3 separate regions of the Mus musculus genome follow, and regions 1 and 3 are each linked to region 2. Evidence: chromatin contacts called from public Hi-C and HiChIP or PLAC-seq data. All regions are on one chromosome and are shown on one strand. Each heading gives the region's core, a stretch centred on a gene start, on an enhancer-like site or on the middle of the called end of the contact. The rest is flanking DNA. Distances are from core to core; before and after follow the strand shown.

Region 1 (2,874 bases), core at 140-2,639, 58 kb before region 2:
CTTCATATTTTTGAGACATGGTCAGTTTTCTCTGTGGCTCATATTTGTGTGAATACGTTTCTTTCTAATTTTGTATTACAGCGATTTTTAAGCCCACAACAGAAAGAAGTGAAAACCATTTTAAGTTCCAAAAAGTTTCAAATTAAAAAATAATAGCAACTATAGTGGAAATGGCTTCTGCTTTGCAGGCATGGTGGTGATGACTTTTAAGTAGAATGCAATGTTATTTCTGTCCTGCAATTAATTGCTATCCTAAATCTTACAATAAGTAATATTACCAGCCTAATATTTCTCTTTTATTTTTAGATCCCATAAGGATCTCTGGATTAAAGTAAGATGAAAAGACTTCATTGTGGACTGAGTGTGTAAGTCGGTGGTAGAGCATTCACCAATGTGTTGCCCTCGGTTCTGGCTCTAGTGTGGAAAAAAACAAAAGCCTTTGTCTTAAAGACATATTTTGCAGCTAGATATAGTGGTTCGTGCTTATAATCTGAGTATTCTAGGGGCTGAGCCAGGACTATACAAGTTGGAAACCAACCTGGGCAGTATAAGACATGATACCCTCCCTATATGGAAAAAAAAAGTATATTTTTTCCTTGCGTTATTCTATATATATATTTTCAATATTAAGCCTTCCTTTACACACCCTAATGCATACACCACCCAACACATGCTTATCATCACAGATTCCCCAGCGTCTGACAGGAAAGATTGGATATCTGCAAGAAGTCTGAATACCACTGCTCAGGTTTTCTCTAGTCTTTTGCAAAGGTGCATGGAGTGCATTTGAGTGGGGAGGCAGCTAAAGGTTGCTGGATATTTTCCTGTATTCCTCTCCACATTACATACTGAGGCAGTCTCTTGCTTCAACCCAGAGCTTGTCACTTCAGCCTGTCTAGCTGGCAAGCTTGCTTGCTCTGAGAATTCCCTGGCCCTGCTTCTGAGTGCCGGATTATGGGCAGGCTGCCACAGCTGCCCAGTATTTATTTGGGTGCTGAGGACCCAAACTGCATGTCATTACAAGCACTTCACCCACTGAGCCATCTCTTTAGTCTTCCCACAGTAGTCACTGACATCTTATTTCAGATTTGCTCAGATGGTCTCATGGGATGACAGATGACAAAACAGATCAGGTACCACTGGCACCTCCAACCCTTCCAGTCTGACAGGGTATCTTTGCCCTGCAACTGTCACCCCAGCCCATCACAGCTCTGGGATGGGTGTGCAGGGGAGGACTACCCCTACCATGACAGTTCTCCCCATTTTCTATCACATGTTGAAGTTCCTGGAACCACAAAGCAACCTTTAACTGAATGGTGCCAGGGTTACTGCAGTGGAAAACAAAAGTCTGAATGATCTAATCCAGCCATTGAGAAAAGGAGAAAGCTATGACTGTAAACAATGCTCTCTGTGAAGCCCAAAGAGGCACTTCTTTCCCCACTACCCAGATCCTTTCTCTTCCAACCCCAGAGGGGCAGAAGGGAGCACAGGGTTGCCAGAAATAACACCTCTGTGGAAGCCACCATCTGTATCTCAGAGGTACCCAGGGTTCCTTTATGTGGAACCATACCCAAGGCACTGAGCAACAGCACCCCAGCCTCTCTCCAGGGTATTCCACAGGAGGCTACACAGGGCAGAAGCTGGCCCAGGCTCCACATCTGCACTTCTAGACCCACCAAAAGTCCCTAGCCCGCAGGCAGACAACCTGGTAATGGGAAGTGTCCTTTCCTGAAAACTGAGCAGCACAAGGCACCCAGCCTGAGCTCAAGTATCCCAGGGGATGCAGGCGACAGGGCAACCCACTCTGGGTTGGGACCTGGAGAAGAAGCTCAGGGTTCAAAAGCATTGGCCTTGTTGAGGCTACTGTTCCTATGTGGTTCAGCTTCGCTGTTCCCTCCCCACCCCAGACCCCCTACCTCTCACACACATACCCATGATCAATAATAAGAATGAAAAGTAGGAAGAAAGCACCATCAGAATGTTGGAATCTTCAAACTGGACATTAAACCTGTTCCATGTCTTGCTCTTCCCCATCCCTTTTTGTATACAAGCTTCTATTGCTGATGTCATGTCCCCGATAGAGCTGCTCAAGGAAAAAAAATTATGAACAAGACAAGACCTAGTTAGTTAACATTGCTACTACCTCCCTCAACAGCTGGTTGCTCTCTACAAATCCTTCCCTAAGTTTAATCTAAATGCCTCACGCTATAATTTAAGCTAATTTCCTGTTGGTTAATTCACCAATTATTTCTTGGGTATACATTAGATGCCTGACCCAGGTCTTGCCTTAGGCTGTCAGAGAAGGTGACCCACCCCTCCATTCAGAAGTCGGTGCTGAGCTTAGGGAGTAGAGATCAACCTTCAAGTGCCATACACTACTTACTTCACGACTTAACTGAAGAGCCATACACTATGTACTTCATTGCTTAACGGCCCAAAATCACTGGGCTGAGGGCTGGAAGCACAAAAAGATGGGGTTGTGAAGAGATTAAGGAGCCTACAGGCAGAAGTGGGTCTCGGGTCACACCCTGAAGCACAAACGTGGCCTGTGCTTGTGGCTAAGGGGCAGAAGTTCATGTTGATGAACAGTTGTCATGAACAGAAAGGAAGATAGATGGGAAAGGGAGAGAGGGAAGGAGGGAGAGAGGGAGGGAGGGAGGGAGGGAGGGAGGGAGGGAGGGAGGCAGGGAGGGAGGGAGGCAGGGAGGGAGGCAGGGAGGGAGGGAGAGAGGGAGAAGAAGAGAAACAGGATGCTAAGGAGGGTTCACTGGTTAGAGTAGAAACTTTGAGAGATTAAAGGCCAGAGGGTCCCCAGACCAGGAGGTTGGGGTAAGAAAATCACTTACAAAACTGGTGAGTCCGGTTCTTATTCTA
Region 2 (2,780 bases), core at 72-2,571:
TTGGTGGAGAAGCCAACTTCATTTGCTCAGAAGTCAAATCCTTGCTATTTTCCCAGAGAGATTCTCGCAGAATGGGAGCGGGCAAGCTGCTACCCAGAGGTCCGGCTTCTGATCTTACTGACCCTGATCCTTGCCCAGAGACTGCCTCCCTTACGTGTTGCCAAAGGAACCTCTAGGTGGTTTAACAAATACATTTTTAAGGCAGTGAAATTCTTTATTAGACCATTAGGAGGGAGCAGGGAGAACAATAATCTAGACCAGAAATGAGCACGGTGCTGCTGGTTCCCGTTTTTTTTACAATGCCCTGGACAACCCGTCCTGTGCACAGAATTGGCACATTTCGTGTGGTTCAGAAACTCCAATCAGATCAAGGTTCAACCGATCCAACCCAGGGGAGAAGTTCTTCCGAACTTCTCCACGGCTCCCTACCCCTGCCACTCCTCCAGGGCCAGGCCAGCAGGAGGGGGGCATTAAAATTATCTGCTGTGGGTTTTACGAGCAGCGATTGCTTTTTAAAACAACAACAACACAAGGTCCTTGTGTGGCTCGCGGGTAACCTAAAACTCTCTAGGCAGAGTGCCCCCCCCCGCCCCTTCTACACACACACACACACACACACACACACCCTCTGCCTGCCAAGAAAGCCAGCTCGAGGGACTGGTGCAGCGACAACATAGGGAAACTCTGCTCCAGCCAAGGCCGAGATCCCACCGACCTAGGAGGCCCAGGAGAAAAACCTCAGGAGAAGTTCGAGAAAGAAAACCCACCGGTGACAGGTCGTGGGGAGTCAGTGCTACAAGAAAAGGCGGGGAAGGAGGGGGGCAATGAAATTTTATTTCAGCAACTTCTCCAAGAGGCCTGCAAGGGACTAGACGGTAAAGTCGAGGACAAGGTCTGACACCTCCCTTCCCCCTCCTGTAGATGAGCGGCCAAGCGCAGGTGGGCGCGCGCAGCTGGGAGACGCACTTACCCTGGGGCCGGTGGTGCGGTGGCCGCCGGCCGGGGACAGCTGCACCAACACGAGCAGCAAGTGGGGCGTGAGCAGACGGACGCGCGCGGGCAGCATGGTGCCAGCGGAGCCGGGCAGCCACGAGCGGGCAGCGGGCAGGGGGGCTCAGGCTAGCTTCAAAGCACTTGGGGAGGTGGGGACCCTTGCAGCAGCTGGGAGTGGCCGAAGAGCCAGCGGCAGGGGCTGGAGGAGCCTGCGCCCGGGGTCACGGTCATGAACGGCGGAGGCCCGGAGCTGGAGTGCGAGCGTGTGCTCTGCGCGTGGCGCCTGCTGCGCTCGGCGTGGCCGCGGCGACAGCAGGTTGGATGCGGGAGCTCGGGCCATGGGAATTCCCGTTATAAACCCCGGGAGGGGAGGGGCGGGGCCCGGAGAGGCTGACTGACGGGTCGAGAGGCCTGTAGCAGCCGACCCTCCGGCAGGTGGAAGCCAATGGGAGAGAGATGAGAGGGGCGGTTCGTGGTCAGTACCCCACCCCACCCCCACCCCCACCCCCACCCCCACCCCCACCCCCCACCCCCCCAGGAGCTACACTGGCTTCCCGGCCACAGTGGGCTCCAGCAGAGGCTGGGATAAAGAGTAACTTTTTCTCAGCAAGTCCTCGCTGGGAACCTCCGCGCGCTCCAGCAGCCTCAGTCCCTCCTGAATGGTCACCTGGATAGTAAAGAAGCCTTACACACTTATCGTGTGTTAGTTCTTAGGCTTGAGTTGTCGCAACAGCTCCATGAAGCAGGCAGGGAAAATAGCTCCAAATGACCCAAAGTCCTTGAGAAATGTTTCCCGGAGGCCGCAAAATCAAGGGCAACCTGGGGAACCACCAGGTGCGGCCCACAGAGTGAGCTGCGACCTACGGGAAGAGGTATTCATTTATTTCAAAAAGAAAAAAAAAATCTCCTTACGGGTGACACCCAAGTTCCACAGCGGCTGCCTGAGATAATTCTGACGGAGGCGAACCGAAGCAGCCTAAGGTGGGTCCCCCGAGGGTCCAGTAAACTACCCCTATGGCCCTATGGTCCATGTGACCTGCGGTCAGAACCCGGGCATCTTGGCTAATCAGTCTGAACTTAAAGAACACAGGAGCAGCTTCTCTGTGGCCTAACAACGCTGGGGCGGAGGCCGGGGAGGAGAGGGCAGTCCCAGGAATCCTGGTCCCATATTGGGAGGAGGAAAGTTATGAATGGAGGAGATGGAGGAGTGTTCTGTGAGCACAGATATCCTAGAGACCTCCAAGGAGCAATTTCCTGGGAGCCCAAGCCTGGATTGTATAGGTCAGCTCTAAGCAGGCCTATCAGGTGCTAGAGCTCTTTCCATAGTGGTCCAAGAGGCCACCCTGAAAATGGTAACAGCTACATCGCATCACACACACTCACTTCAACCCAACAAAGTGTCTGCTGCCTTCCCCGCAAGAGACCCGTGATTATCTCCAAAAGTGGAACACAACTCTTCGTGCTTGATTTCCACCGGTCCAGGCCCGTCCCTTCGTGAAGAAAGATCCATTTCTCTAACCAGATTGAAATAAAGCCCAGGTTTCACAGCTCCCTGACTGCCCTGAGAGGTCCTGACAAAGATTAGCTCTGCTCCCTTCCAGCTTCTCTTCTCGATTATAAGAGCAAGCTAACCCTAACCCCCATCTGGCTGCATACAGACAGCCTTCACCCTACAGCCAGCCAGTCTTCCTGAACAACAAACCAGAATGCACCACTCTCTGTTCAAGGGGCTTTGCACCTCCCCCATCAGCCTCAGACGGGAATGTCCAGGCAAGAATAAAGGGTTC
Region 3 (2,830 bases), core at 124-2,623, 37 kb before region 2:
AAGAGACTCTGTCTCAGACAAAGTGGAAAGCAAAGATCGACACCTGAGGTCGCCCTCCAGCTTCCATGCAGCTTCGAATTATTTACATACAGAGAAATAGCACACAAGCACATATACATACAATACGCAAACACATACACACAAGTATTGTTTTAAGTTGCAGCAAAAAGGGTCCTTGCAGCCAATTATCAGTATCATAGCACTTATGTATTAGAAATAGTCAAGCCAAGTTTAATGAGAATAAAGTTATTTTTCAAAGACCAGTCTACTGTGATTATCTGTGGTAATAAATAAATAAATAAATAAATAAATGAGAGTGATGATAGAGAGAAAAACCATTAGGGAAAAATATAATTCACCCTTGTTAAATTCTCTCTCTCTCTTTCTCTCTCTCTCTCTCTCTCTCTGTCTCTCTCTCTCCCTCTCCCTCTCCCTCTCTTTCTCCTTCTCTCTCTATCTCTCATTCTCCTTCTCTCTCTGTCTCTCTGTCTCTCTCTCTGTCTCTCTCTCTCTCTCTCTCTCTCTTTCTCATGAGTCACATGTAAAAATAAAAATACTAACTCCTTATTTGGAGAGGTTTACTTTACCCTTAAACAGAATAAGATCTTTAAGTCTTCTAGTTCCCACACAATCCACTTTTTCCCTTCCCTCTGACTTGAAATTACTGAAAATAAAGCTACCCTTGCCTGGACCAATGGAAGCTGAAGCTGGATAGCTCGATATGGGCTGCAGAAAATCAGCCCAAATTATGTGTGGATAAGCGTCATGTCTGCTGATATACAGAGTGCTCAGAAAGTTCACCAGGAATTTTTTTTCCTACTGCCTCGCCTTCCCTTGTTCCAATTGAAGATGCTTGGAGCTTAGCATCTAGAAATCTCTCAGCTGGCTGCCCTACCAACTGAGAAAGTACAGGTTGCTCCAAACATTAACTTTTGTTTCCATAGAAATGCTTCTATGTAAACAGTGTTTGCTTGCACCATAGAGAATTGTACTCTGGATGGAAACCCACCTGCAGCCCCATTTCCTGAAGCCAACACAGCTGCACAGCGGGGGTGACCCACCCCCAAGCCTCTTGGCTTCTGACCTGGTTTCTCTCCACAGATGCATCTGAATGTCTAAGGTGCAGAACTTCCAGGGAGCTTCAGACATGAAGGACTTAAGGAAAGGTAACCCCAGAGTATATCACCTGAAATTTCAAACTGAGAGCGGTTGGGGAACAGTCAGTCCAGGGAGGGGCTTCCTCTGGACTTCTCTTATCTGTCTGGAAACAGAACCTTTAAATGGAGTGTAATTGTCATGAACTCTGCCATAATGGGGAAGATGAAACAAACCAGAAAGGCAGGCAGAGGTAAGCATCACTCCAGCTGTTCCCGACCAACTGTCACCTGTGCTCTGCGGGCCCATTCGCCTTTTACCGGAAGTTGCCTACAAGCTGCAGTGAGGATAAAGAAGTGTCTATGTCTTCCCTCATTTATTTAACCTAGTATATCTCAGGGGCGTAATTAATTCATACTTTTTTTCCTCCCATCAACCTGCCTGCTGTCAGCTTAATCTGTACCCATAAAGGATAGAGAAAAAGTTCTCTCTCCTCTATAGCTCCGAAGGCTTTATCACAATTGGAAACATGAAACTATCTCTTAGGAGTTGGGGGAGACAAAATAAGTCTGCTGCAGTCAGTGAAAAAGATGTGGAGGGTTGTTTGGTTTTGTTTTTGTTTTTTTCCTTGCTTTAGGTGCTATTAAAAATTCACACAGAGATGCTGAGTGAGAAGTTAAATATGTTTGTATGAGTACATTCTGATTAGAGACATAAATTGAGACAATTTTGTATTCAAAATTATTCAAAACACAAAGACAATAAAGATGTAGAGCCATGGTTCTCAACTGTGGGAAGCACCCCCTTTTCACAGGGGTCACCTAAGACTATCTGCATATCAGTTAGTTACATTAAGATTCATAGCAGTAGCAGAATTATAGTTATGAAGTAGCAATGAAAAAGGTCTATGGCTTGGGGTCACTACAACATGAGGAACTGTATTAAAGAGTCACAGTGTTAAGAAGATTGAGAGGCACTGGAGTGGAGACTTCCAGAGACTGACTCAGAAGAACACCAATATTAATAGATGGAAAACTTTAAGTGGTGGAAGACACAGGAGGGAATCCCAATATTTAGAGGAGAGAGCAATCAGGAGAAACCAAGAAACAAGGAAGAATCAGGAGAAGAGGAGGAATCAGCAAATGAAACTATCGAGGAATATTCCGGAAGGTCAGAGGAGAACCAAGGACGTGATGTGTCTGAAAGTGAGAAGGTGCAGGCCTTGGCTGTGTCACATGCCACCTCAGGTCCAGAACACTGAGCTCCGACCGCTGACTACGGCCATAACCAGCTTAGAAGTCACATGTGACACTAGAAAGCTGTTTCAGGAAAAAAGTTTGATAGGTTTGAGGTAAGACAGAAGCAAGAGATCATGAGAAATGAGTTGGGACAGACAGTTGAGAGAGTTGCCTGTCAAAGGAGCAGAGAAATTAGAGGGCCACAAGAAAGTAACACAGGAGAAATTAAAGCAGATTGGTCCAGTAAGGGGTGGGAGGGAGTGCTAGCACAGGCAGTAGGGATGGGCTACAGACGATTCTGTGCTGGATTCTGTGCAGAGCACAAGAGATAGCCCCATCACAAAAGCCTAAGGGGTAGAGGTTGAAGCAGCATCTGGTCACCCACGGTGAGGGGAAGACTTAGATGGAGAGGTTCAGACATGCAGTGATGCCAGCTTACATAAATTTCTCTCCTGTTTTCTGTGAAGGAAAAAGCAATGCCACCCACTGGGAGAGAA

What was found. Hi-C and Micro-C count contacts between places; a contact is called where the count stands out from the background. HiChIP or PLAC-seq counts read pairs in DNA pulled down with a chosen protein or histone mark.
Region 1: an H3K27ac HiChIP or PLAC-seq map of stem cell-derived neural progenitor cells shows a contact between it and region 2, with 2.2 times the contacts expected there. The contact joins the enhancer-like site here to the promoter of Smoc1 in region 2. A contact is called at or near these places in 5 of 39 promoter capture datasets (the HPC-7 cell line, liver, macrophages and 1 more), 8 of 484 Hi-C or Micro-C datasets (dorsal root ganglion neurons, liver, nephron progenitors and 1 more), 7 of 115 datasets of contacts at active chromatin or transcription factors (the 230-238 cell line, the SCID.adh cell line, T-cell acute lymphoblastic leukemia and 3 more) and 1 of 9 other capture datasets (adipose tissue).
Region 3: a contact with region 2 is called in a Hi-C map of double positive thymocytes, with 1.4 times the contacts expected there. The contact joins the enhancer-like site here to the promoter of Smoc1 in region 2. A contact is called at or near these places in 2 of 39 promoter capture datasets (liver and macrophages), 1 of 484 Hi-C or Micro-C datasets (double positive thymocytes), 4 of 115 datasets of contacts at active chromatin or transcription factors (the SCID.adh cell line, T-cell acute lymphoblastic leukemia, embryonic stem cells and 1 more) and 1 of 9 other capture datasets (liver).

Annotation. Positions count from the first base shown.
Region 1 is chr12:81,083,511-81,086,384 of GRCm38.p6, reverse strand. All of the region lies in intron 1 of Smoc1 (SPARC related modular calcium binding 1), which reads right to left. Among named protein-coding and RNA genes, the nearest start is that of Smoc1, 58 kb to the right of the region's middle. Within about 2 kb of position 1,389, at least 12 of the 459 cell types and tissues checked have an H3K27ac peak or open chromatin away from gene starts, as enhancers often do. A contact at or near this core is called in stem cell-derived neural progenitor cells, where this site is marked.
Region 2 is chr12:81,025,349-81,028,128 of GRCm38.p6, reverse strand. It overlaps Smoc1 (SPARC related modular calcium binding 1), which reads right to left and starts at 1,321. Exons shown (of 13, transcript NM_022316.2): 1 at 971-1,321. The coding sequence starts at 1,066.
Region 3 is chr12:81,061,989-81,064,818 of GRCm38.p6, reverse strand. All of the region lies in intron 1 of Smoc1 (SPARC related modular calcium binding 1), which reads right to left. Among named protein-coding and RNA genes, the nearest start is that of Smoc1, 37 kb to the right of the region's middle. Within about 2 kb of position 1,373, at least 7 of the 459 cell types and tissues checked have an H3K27ac peak or open chromatin away from gene starts, as enhancers often do. A contact at or near this core is called in T-cell acute lymphoblastic leukemia and double positive thymocytes, where this site is marked.